Linked DNA regions of Astyanax mexicanus: region 2 is linked to region 1. Evidence: chromatin contacts called from public Hi-C data. All regions are on one chromosome and are shown on one strand. The core of a region is the stretch at or near the end of the contact, and the rest is flanking DNA. Distances in the headings are between cores, read along the strand shown. Region 1 holds the start of pear1 (platelet endothelial aggregation receptor 1). Region 2 overlaps pear1 (platelet endothelial aggregation receptor 1).

Region 1 (5,741 bases), core at 2,673-5,172:
AGGGAGCTGCAGAATTATGAATGGGACTAGAATAGGAGCACGAGGAGATCAAAGAGAACCTTCACCTGTGAGTAGTTCTCACCAGAACACGCAAATCTCTCTTTCTCTCTCTCTCTCTCTGTGTGTCTCTCTCTCTCTCTCTCTCTCTCTCTCTCTCTCTCTTTCTCTCTCTTTCTCTCTCTCTCTCTCTCTCTCTCTCTCTCTCTCTCTCTCTCTCTCTCTCTCTCTCGCACGTGAACTCCTCCGCGTTTGACCTGCAGAACTGTGTTTAGCTGTTCTTAAAAATCATTTTAATTAAATAATAGTTCTATGCTTCTATGTTACCGTGTTAATTAACATAATTCTGATCATATTTCGCTCATTAAAACAGCCCGAAAACAGCCAGTTGGAATTTTTGGGCCCGATCTAACCTCTAATGCTCTCCACAGGCGCCGCCATGTTTACGACGCGCCGACGCACGTTATGCAAATCGATGTATTTTTGTAATCGATGACGTCGATTATGTCGACGCGTCGCCCCAGCCCTAGTTCCAGCCCATAGCAGTCCAGGTTTCTACTTCACAACACTTTATTTAAGCCACAAAACAATTTAAAGGGGCACTAAACCCCCTGATTTTTTGCAGATTCTACCCTCAGCTCAAATTTGAAAAACTGTGCAAAATGTCTTTGAGTGCATTATAGAGGCATGTCAGCAGTCAGCACTCTCTCACCAAGAGGTACACTGCCCAAAACTAACCACTAAGAGCTATTTTATAGGGCAGAGTGAGAAGCACTTCTACGCAATATTGTGTCAAGACCATCACAAACCATCACTGATTGTGGAAACTTCACACTAGACCTCAAGCAGTTTGGACTGTGTGTCTCTCCACTCTTCCTCCAGACTCTGCTTCCTTGATTTACAAATGAAATGTAAAATTTACTGATGATCAGTGATGGTTTGGAGAGACATGTCATCTGCTGGTGTTGATCCACTGTGTTATATCAAGTCCAAAGTCAGTGCAGTGTTTTCCTACAAAATCTTACAGCACTTCATGCTTCCCTCTGCTGACAACTTTTATGGAGATGCAGATTTCATTTTCCAGCAGGACTTGGCACACTGCCCACACTGCAGAAAGTACCAATTGGTCTTATGTAATATTCTAATTTTCTGATACACTAATTTTTGGGTTTCTTTGGCTGTAAGCCATAATCATCAATAATAAAATAAATAAACGCTTAAAATAGATCACTCTGTGTGTATCTATCTATATAATATATGAGTTTTACATTTTGAACTGAATTACTGAAATAAAGTAACTTTTCAAAAATATTCTAATTTTTTGAGATAGCCCTGTACATAACTGCATGTTGGATTTTGTGTCAGTGTGGGTGTTATTTTTGACAATGAGCGTAATTTTTTTTTTTTATCTTCGTTTAGGTAGTTTCCCATTTAAAGACTAAATTACAAAAATGACACGTTTCACTTTTCCAACTTCCCTAACAAAGAATAAACTAAGAGGGACATTCCACAGTCTATTTTTTTTTATCTCTCGATAACAACAGCAGTATTTTTTCATTTTCTCTTCCTTTTCTCTGTATAAGGATGTACTGCATAAGCACTATTTTTGTCCTGGGTTTGACCTGTTTATCTGTAATAAACAGATGATGAGTAGGAAAAGAGCATGTCCTGAAACTGCACATATCAGCACTGTGCCCGCTCTTATTTTTCAGGCAGTTATTCTTTCTGTGGTTACTTTTAGATACAAAACATCATACTGACATTATGACTTATGTTACCATTGATATGAATAATATTTCCTGTATCTGACTCCACAATTAGAAACAGGCACGTTACAAATGTGTCCTAAATCATTTGCTTTCTGTTTTAGAAAAGCTTTATATGTACATAACATATATACTGTATTGACAAAATCTTGGTATCTGCTCATTCATTGTTTTTTTCTGAGAACAAAATAACGGACACATGCACCGTAGCTTTAGATCGGTGTAGTGACCACTAAGCAACCACTAACCTACGTTAAGGGTATTAAAAAAAGTTTTTGCCTTTGCATAACTGCCTCTGCTGTCTGTGGAATGCTTTCTATTTGGTTTTGGAGTATTGCTATGAGGATTTGATTGCATTCAGCGACAAGACCTTTACTGAAGAAAGGATGTTGGACAATCCAACATGGGGGATTATTTGTTAATATTTAAATATTGTTTTCAAAGTACTCCTAAATAAAGTACTTGTGATATTCCCCACTAAGGAAGAAAAATGGCAGAAAAGGTATTTTTTTTTATGCATACAGCTATATAGACAGTTAATCAGACAAAGGTCAAACTCACTGTCCAATGAAAACCAAGTATCTCTATTTTTGTTGATTTTCAGTTTAATACATGATTTAAACACAAAATGTCCTTTACACTGTGCCAAAAAAATCTTCTTTCTTCAAAATGACCTGAAATATATTGACGTTCATTGATTTTTTTGAGGTTGAGGTTAAATCTTACTTCTGTAAATCTGCAGTTTTGGAGATACAGTACATGTTTTTTGATTGGACAGTGACAATACATTGTTTATTGGAAGCTTACTTTACTCCCCCCCCCCCCCCCCCCCTTTTGTTTACCTTTTAATTCAGTGTTGTGCTTTAATCAGAAATGTGCTGTGAGATGTGTTCAGACTGTAACGATTTTTCAGAACACACTGAAAATGAATCTGTTTACCTGTGCTTTTCTCCTTAGCTTTCATTTGTTTTAATTATTTTAATTATAATGTATTATAACTTTCTTTCAATATTGTTTTGTATTTCTTGAATTTCTTTCTTATATTTTAATTCTATTCATTTTAAATATGTTTTAAGTTATTTTAAATTATTTTAAAATTCATTTTAAATTATTTTAATTATAATTTTTCTTATAATTATATTTATAAACTTTCTAATCACATTTATTATCATGCAATTTATCAAACAAATGACTAAATGATGAACCAAACAGAATTGAACAAAAAGTGATTTACAACTAATAATTACATTAATAAATTAATAAACCAGGGGACTCTACCCGTACTCACTCCTGTTACTGGCACTCATTCCTCTTACTGGCACAGACTCCTGTTACCGGCACTCACTCCTGTTACTGGCACTTATTCCTGTATCTGGCACTCATTCCTGTTACTGTCACTCAGTCCTGTTACTCTTTATGTTATAAGTAACAGGACTGAAAGTAGCTAAATGGCGGCTATGCTAATAGCACAAGGACAGTGAGCACATTTTAGTGATTATCCCAAAATTTGTATTAAAAAAAAAAAAATCTAAGAATTAGTTTAGGTAACAGAAATGAGTGTTGAGATTGACCTCTTCACTCATAGTTACAATAAGATCAAATATACAGAAAAACAAATGAGGGAACTTAATTTTGGTCTTCCCATGGTCTTCAGAAGAACCAGTTTAGGGACACAACTAAAATTTGTATTTTAACTTAAATATTATGGATTTATTATATAAAAAATATTTTACAGCATAGATGGGATTTGGAGTCACACAACACTGCAAAACAAATACATCTCTGAAGGATTTTAATAATTCTATTTTATGGTAAAGTTTATAGTTAGAGAGTGGGTTAAGTAGTTAAGTAGTTTTTATTAATGTTTTAATTACATATCTTACTTGTGCAATTGGGTCAATGTACAAGATAATATGCTTAATAATAAAATGTATTTTGTAGGTTATTTTTTGCATATTTATACATGCAATTTTCTAGGGACTTTTTCTAAAATGGCACAGATTTGGCGAAATATGCCAAATATGCTCTGGAAAGTACAGAAGGTAAGTGCAGTTCCTGTAAATGAGAGCAGTAATGAACACTAGCAGTAAACTCAGCCCTGCTTGCCCAGCGGTTTAAAGCAGGAAAAGAGGAAAGGGGGTCTCTGAGTTCAGTTTTGCCCACAATACCTCAGCCCCCTCCTCCTCCTGCCCTGTCCTCAGCTTCTGTCACTCGCTCTGTAGACTTTAGTGAGAAAACCAGGCGCCTGAATAGATGGGCTGCACTATCAGGCGCTAGTTTGTTTTGGATGGACGTTTTCTCCGCTGCTGTAGACGAAATTCATCCGTCTTTTGGAACAAAACGTCCGTCTTGCTCTGTTAAGTCCTTTAACGTCCAGCATCCACCAAATCTCCGCTTCTGAAACACAGATGCCACTTCTCCTGCAGTAAGGTAAGAGCTTAAAGCGTTCATTTACAGTAAACTGACCGACTTTAGCTCAGAGTTAGCTGCTTAAACACCGGGCTAAATAGTAAACAAACATCTGAACGTAATGAAAAAGTGGCTTAAAGTGTTTTAAAGGGATTTTTTTTAAGCTGAACTACTTAGTTTAGTGAGGTGGGCTTAGCATCCTCCAGCTGTTTCTCAAGTTTCAGCCCTGTTGACCTACTTCTGGACACTGACCGCTTAAAAACTGAAGAGGTTGAGTTACTGCTAGACTCACAGACTAGTTTAAACACTTATAATGTGCTACTGTTTGTTTTTAAGATACATATGATCTGAGTGAAGAACTTAAGACCTAAGAATTGTAAGAGTAAAGAGCTTTAAGAGATGTGAGACCTTTAAAGAAACACAGCATATCTAGCTCAGTCTGGTTCAGATGGTTGACCAGCTTAGATTTTGATCAGCATATGGTATGTTTTTGCTTGAGTTAATGGTTAAGATAATCAACAGCCAAGCTTGATAATCTGTATGTTCAACATGATCAAGCTAGTATGGCCACCAATACCAATTTCTATCCAATGAAACTTTTTTTTGATTAGTTGTTTAGTAATGCTGTGTATTGAGAAATGTTTGATTGATTTTATTTGTCTTTTTTAGAGTGTCATAGCTGTTTTTACTAAATTAAAATATACTTGTTTTTGTTTTTCCAGTGCATATAAATGACACAAAACACAAACTCATTCATAATTAAGGGAACACTTAATTAGGTGTAACCTACAGTGCTGATTGTTTGGCCAGTTTGACAGAAAGAGGTACATATGTCCAGATAAAGCATTTAATTCATATTCTTATTAGTAGTTGTAGTAGTCTTTGCTTGAGGCAATGGATTGGATAATATATTATATATATATATATATATATATATATATATATATATATATATATATATATATATATATATATATATATATAAGCTAGTTGACCAACATATCTAGTAAGGCCAGCAGTAACAATAATGTCTATCCAATGAGGCTTTTTTTTTTATTGTGTTCTGTATTGCAAAATGTTTGGTAGTCATAGCTGTTTTTATTTTGATTTAAAATAGAAAACATACTTGTTTTTATATTATAGGGTAACTTTTATCAAACAAAGTGAGTGCAAATTGTTAGCTCAGATTCAGATTTATTGAGTAGTTTCTATAGGTTGTTTTTTGACAGTGTATATAAATAACACAAAACACACACTTATCCTGTCTTAGTGCATCCAATTAAATTAAACATTGCTCATGTTGAACCTACAGTGATGATTGTTTGGCTAGTTTACCAATAAAAGTTCCAGATGTCTGGATAAAGCATTTGATTCTTATTATTAATAGTAGTTGTAGTAGTGGAAGTAATAGAAAGATTTATGTACTTGCTATAGGATATTGTGTTGTATAATGCATAGGAAGTCAGTGGGAATTGCTTGTTCCCATTTCCTAACAGCAGAATGCACTGTTTTTTTGTTCTTTTTCTTACAGTGTGTGTGTGTGTATGTCTTTATGTATACATCAAATTC
Region 2 (6,560 bases), core at 3,527-6,026, 58 kb after region 1:
CAACATTTATTCAGTGCTTATTTGGTGCATCAATTATGAAGGATTTTTTTTATTAAGTATTTTGCTGTCGTTTTTATTTTTTCACATTTCTTTTTAGTCTCTTTATTTTCTTTTATTATTTATAGGTATTGCGTATTTAAATTTATTAAGTTTAGTTTTTATTTATTCATCTGTAGTTGAATTTTTATTACCTCTATTACCTTTTTTACCTATGTTTTTATGATTCCTACTCTACTCTTAAATTATTATTTTTACCTTATTTGTTTTATATCATAATATTTTTAAAATTATTATCCTTTTTTAAAAAATTCTTATACCTTATTAAAATGCGTTTTTTTTTTAAGTTTTTTTATTACTCATTTTATTCTATCTACTTTTTTGTTGTTGTTGTTGTTTTCTGTGAATCCCTTCCCTATGTAATTGCTCGGCTGCATTATAAATGAGGGCCTTCCTCAATGTACTCCGAGTTTAAATAAAGGTTGATTGATTGATTGATTACACATTTATAATATTGAAATATCAGCTGCACATTACAGACGACCATCTGTAAACATTGCATTATAAATTATTGTTACTGAAACATATTTAAATGTATATTTAACCATGTCTTTCTCTTGCCCTATAAACACACATTTAAAAAGAAAAACATATATTTTTTTAGACCATTCCTTCTTAATTCTTCACAGGTATTAAAAGTTAAAAGTGTGACTAATTTTTATTTTGTATTTACTTCAGAATCAATATTTTTGAAACACTGTAAAATGTACAGCAGCACTGATTGTGTTGTTATTTTTGCAATCAGTGACAGTAAAGCTGTAGCAGGCGTTATTTTGGAAACCAATAAATCTAAGCTAGTTTTTGAAGTTCCATTTTCTAGTTCTGCCCTTCATCCAAAGCCTCCTCTTCTAACAAATGCAGTCCACTACTTTATGTGGCACACATTGCTGACACATACAGCTCTGGAACAAATTAAGAGACCACTTAAAAATTATTAATTTTATTGATTTTACCAAATTGAAAACCTGGATGGATGATCACAAGCCATCAAACCATGAATTTTTGCACCAGAAGTGTTATTAAGTTATCCAAAAGCAGTGTGTAAGACTGGTGGAGGAGTGCATTATATAACATGTTTGTGCTTTAATGCATTCTACAGAGATTACACCTTGTAGATCTATGCAGCTCATTTAATTTACTTTAACCCCCTACTTTCTACCTGACTTTTATTATACCTTAAACATTTCTATTTGGGGGGCACAGTGGCACAGCAGGTAGCATGTGTGACACACAGCTCCAGGTGCATAGAGTTGTTGGCTTGATCCCCACTCTGGTCACTGTTTTTGAGACGTTTGGTATGTTATCCGTGCCCATGCTGGTTTCCTCTGGGTACTTTAGTTCCTTCACACCTCCTAAAACTACATATGGTAGGTGGATTGGCCATGCTAAATAGCCCTCTAAGTGTGAGAGTGTGAGCTAATGGTTGCATGTGGTACCCTCTATTGTACTGGCTCCTTATGCATTATCCTTATTGGTATTTCTGTTAATTTCACCCAATGATTCCATGTAAACCCCAGACAACTACAAATAAGTGTAGATGGATAAATAGATCACTGATCATTAACTACAAGAAAAGAATAGAAACCTATTGAACTGTTCCTTAACTGTTCCTTAAGTTATAAGAGTGTAAATTATAATAGGGGTTAAAAACAAGAACTGATGATAAATAAATACTGGACTAACTTGAGGAGAGCTTTGGAAATGGCTAAACGACCATGTGCCAAAATGAAAAAGAAATGTACTGTTTATTTGTTAGTTTAAGTTTAATCTTAATTTTTGTCAAACAACACTTACTGTCTCGAGAAATAGCTTAATGCATTTCCTCTGATGCCTAAGACTTTTGCACAGTTTTGGATTTAACACGTCGTAAATTGCTGAGTCATAAACTGGTTTGGCTTGTGGAATTTTATACATCCCAAAAGATCATGACGTTTCTCTGGCTGGAACCAAAGCTGGATGGACTGTCCAAAAAAATGTTTCGCAAACAATTTCTTGTCCCATAAAGTGTTTTTTTTTACAGTTGTTATATTATTATATTATTAAATGTGTGAGTGTTGTTTTTACAGTTGTCACCCACTGAAGGGAGAGTGCACCTGCCAGCCTGGGTGGGCGGGACTTTACTGTAATGAAACCTGTGCTCATGGTTACTTTGGAAATGGTTGTCTTCAGCCCTGCCTGTGTGTGAACGGTGGGGTGTGTGATGTGGTCAGCGGGGTGTGCAACTGTGCACCAGGATACACAGTAAGTGGACATGCAGCATTTCTAAAACCCAGTTTAACATAACACTCTGGAAATGAACATTTTATTCTATAAACTACGAACAACATTTTCCCAAATAAAAATATTGTAATTTAGAGCATTTATTTGCAGAAAATTAGAAATGGCTGAAATAACAAAAAAGATGCAGAACTTTCAGACCTGCAAAGGAAACAAGTTTATATTCATAAAGTTTTAAGATTTTAGAAATCAATATTTGGTGGAATAACCCTGGTTTTAATCAGAGTTTTTATGCATCCTGGCATGTTCTCCTCCACCAGCCTTACACACTGCTTTTGGATAACTTTATGCCACTCCTGGTGCAAACATTCAAGCAGTACAGCTTGGTTTGATGGCCTTGATTATATTCTAGAGGATTTCAATTTGGTAAAATCTAAGGAACTCATCTTTTTCAAGTGGTCCTTTTTTTTTTCCAGAGCTGTATATAGAATGATTTCACATCTTAGATATTTTGAGTTTAGCCTTCCAATCAGACAGCTCCTACTGGTGGGTTACAAGATGAAAAACGTGAAAAAATCAATTTAACTTTTAGAAATATATCTAACTAAATTAAGATTAAGTTAGCAACACAAGACCTGTCAGACTCCAGAGGGTTAAACATAAAAATAAAATATTAAAAGTCCTTAGTTTAAATCATTAACTGAATGTGTCAGTAATGTAGTATTTTTAGAATAAAAGAATGATTACTCTTTATTTGTGCACAACTTTTTTTTATTTTTGATTATATCGTAAAAGGAATAATACGGCTATGTTAGCATTTATATTGTATCTTAAAGCAAGACTAATATATATATATATATATATATATATATATATATATATTTATGACCTTTATTAAACTAACTACAAATACACATTATACATGAGTACTGTCCAACTCTTCTCCTAATGATCTGCCTTCCTGCACAGTTTTATCTCCATCCCTAGTACATGTGAGCCGTCTAATTACTGCTTTCCGAAGTGCTTGATAAGCAGAATTATGCTGTTATAAGTGAGTTTGAAGTGAAAAGTTCAGGAAGTAGGTGGAATGAAGCTCTATGAATGGAGATCACTGCTCTAGATGATACCAGTGATCTAGCTTAGGTCAGTGCTCTAAGTTTACAGGGGCCTGCAGTAACTCTGCTCTTCTGCTTTGTGTAGGGAACTCACTGTGAGAAGGACTGTGAGACGGGTTTTTATGGGAAGGAATGTTCCTCTAAATGTACCTGCAAAAACGCCATCGCCTGCTCACCCACAGATGGAACCTGCTTCTGTAAAGAGGGTAAGCTAAGAGCTTATTATTATTTTAGCTATCAATTTTTTATTCAGTTGAACATTTAAAATGGGTTTTTTACACTTTTACTATAAAAGGTTAATCATTTAAAATGGATACACTTTATACTACTTTGCCATGTTTCAATAAAGGCTTTTATTAATTGTGCTAAGATGATAGCCTGTGCTCAGGAGTTTCCTTTTGCTCTGGGTATTTCTTTACTTTTTTCTCTTGTGGATTTCTCTTGTGGATGCTTATGGATGGCATAGCCTCCTCTACTTCCAGTGCATTATCTCATTTTCAGACTACTGCACCCAATCCCCAGGAGCACCTATCTTTTTGCCTTTACAACTGTGACCCCTTCAGTGCTTCTTCTTTTTTAGTTTTTGCTCCATGGATGTTTTGTGTTCTATATTTGATTTACATTTTTGGAACTTTTCCTAATAAAAATAAATAAATAAATAATATATGTATATATATGTATATATATATATATATATATATATATATATATATATATATATATATATATATATATATATATACATATATATATATTTTTTTTTTTGTTTTTTTAATTCTTGCAGGCAGACATGTCCAAATAAAAAAAAGATCTGTGTTGAATTTAACCTCCTAAGTTAAAGCAGCATTATGAGAGAGTTAGTATTTAGCCTCCTGCTTGGGGGAGTATATTTAAAAAATACAAAACATTCTCTGAACACCCCTTATAATATAAATAAATGTGCTTTATACATGCAATATGCATGCTTTTCTGGACAAGCTGAGAGATACAGAAGTGAACATGTGAACTGAGAAAATAAAGTATGTTTGCATGCTTTTTCCATAAATGTAATTTGGGTTACGGAGCATTACACAGTTCTCACACTGGTCTCTCAGCTTCATCAAAGTAACATAGTGCAGTAGCGGTGTTCTAGCCTGGAGTGTCCGTTTTAAAGACATTGTCCTCCCTATTACACTGAATGTAGTATCACACTGATACTACTTTAAAGCTGTTATCTTTAAGTGCTACATATTGTACTTCATCTTCGTCATCATGCATGTGGTTGTGTGCTCATCTACAGGATGGAGGGGTCCAGACTGTTCCATCCCATGTTCAGAAGGATCGTGGGGTCCAGGCTGCAATGCTAGCTGTCAGTGTGCTAACGGAGCGGGGTGTGATCCGGCAGACGGCTCGTGTACGTGTACAGCAGGCTGGAGTGGAGCGCTGTGTGACCAGCCCTGCCCTGTAAGTGTGTCACTACTAGTCTACACAGTACATTAAGCAGAACCCAGTTACTGTCAGCAGCAGGAGCCAGAGCGAGGCTTTATTGCTGTGTCTGGGTTTCTCCAGTGAGCTGTGGCTCCATGCTTGAGTCATTACCATTAACAGAAGTTTTGCTTGCTTTATTTATAACATTAGAAAATAGATGCTTGCCTAATGCATTATATAAAATGTCAAGAGAATCAACAAAGACCCCAAATCACCTGAAATACAATCTCACAACACAAATCTACTGTACATTAATGAATTTCTTCTTATAGAGCTATTGTTGTAGATACAGAAGATAATGTTATATATTATTTAAGGTTTTTATGTATTTAGATGAATACAAGATCAGTATTTAATGTAGTATATGAACAGTATTTATGAACAGCATTTTTCTCTTAACCTTCTACAAACTACATTTTGCTCTACAAGGGCCTGGTGTCCTCTTATGAGGCCATTATACTGTCACCTAGTGGTGGCAGAAGAGTTTAACACGTTACAGTTTAGATTTTGTTCAGAAATTTAAAAGAAAATTAAATACAGAAGGTTTATGTTTTTTACTTTATGTCTTTGTGTTAAAGCAGCACTTCAATTAAGCCATATTGCTGAAAGGGGCACAATTGTTATTCTACTTTTGTTTTGTACTCAGTCAAAAAAAATGCCTTTGTGTTCAGGCAAAAAATAAATGTTTTGCACATCATTACTAATTGCGACTTTATAGTGTTTATCAAAATATAAAACTAAAGTCCTCATATGTGGACATAATTTTTGTCAGAAACTACATAAAATGTAAAAAGATAATTCTATGTTTGTACACTAATCAGGTGCCAATAAGCCCAAAAAGCAAAAAGAAAATAAATGTATGCCATGCAAAAGTTTAGGTCTTAAATGAGTTAAAGGAGAACTCTGCTGTGATAATAAACTTGAGCTGTAGTGAACGTTTCGTTGAATAGACCACCTCCGTTCATCCCTAGCACTCTGAAATATATCACTTTTAGCCAATGCTCCCAACAAGCTTACAATGCTGGCGACATGGAGCATAGCGCTACACATGAAAAGAATTTGCTAATCTTAATGGTGTAAAAATAGTGATTTCTTTGCATGAGCAAAGCTATGCCCCTATCACTAGCATTGTAAACCTCTTGGGAGCTTCAGCTAAAAGTGCTGTATTTCAGAATGCTGGGGGTGAATGGAGGAGGGCTATTCAACAAAAGTTTGTACTCTTTATCATGTTTCACTACACCCCATATCCATTTCACAGCAGAGTTCTCCTTTAAGCTCTCACAAAATAAGTGTACTACAAAACATTCAAAAAGTAACAAGTTATAACGCTATAAAGAACTATGTCTGTAGTAGAGATCTGTGTAGAACCTTTAAATTGGTAAGAATCATTACGTAAGCGAGTTCTGTCTGTAATGATCTGCGTAGAGTGAGTTCTTTTGGAACGAGTGGAGTGGGAGTTAGAGAATGTAACTGTTACTCAGCAGCTCAGCTGTACGTCATTTATAGAACTGTGTGGGAAATCAACAGGCAGTAACTGTGCAGAAAAGACCAGTTCAGAAATCCTGTAGTATTTTTATTATTATAGATATTTTATGTCTTTTTTGATTCATGTATTTTCTAAGTCCTACTGATTGTGGATGTTTTAAAATGTAATTTTAAATATATAAACAATACAAAAGGTTTTTGCAATGACTGGGTCAGAAT

Evidence for each region. Hi-C and Micro-C count contacts between places; a contact is called where the count stands out from the background.
Region 2: a Hi-C map of muscle shows a contact between it and region 1, with 14 times the contacts expected there. The contact joins the enhancer-like site here to the promoter of pear1 in region 1. A contact is called at or near these places in 2 of 3 Hi-C or Micro-C datasets (both in muscle).

Annotation. Positions count from the first base shown.
Region 1 is chr6:40,388,714-40,394,454 of AstMex3_surface, forward strand. pear1 (platelet endothelial aggregation receptor 1) reads left to right here and starts at 3,923. Exons shown (of 24, transcript XM_022673526.2): 1 at 3,923-4,193.
Region 2 is chr6:40,445,710-40,452,269 of AstMex3_surface, forward strand. pear1 (platelet endothelial aggregation receptor 1) reads left to right here. Exons shown (of 24, transcript XM_022673526.2): 11 at 2,124-2,298; 12 at 3,475-3,595; 13 at 4,669-4,832. Among protein-coding and RNA genes, the nearest start is that of pear1, 56 kb to the left of the region's middle. Within about 2 kb of position 4,777, the one cell type or tissue checked has an H3K27ac peak away from gene starts, as active enhancers do.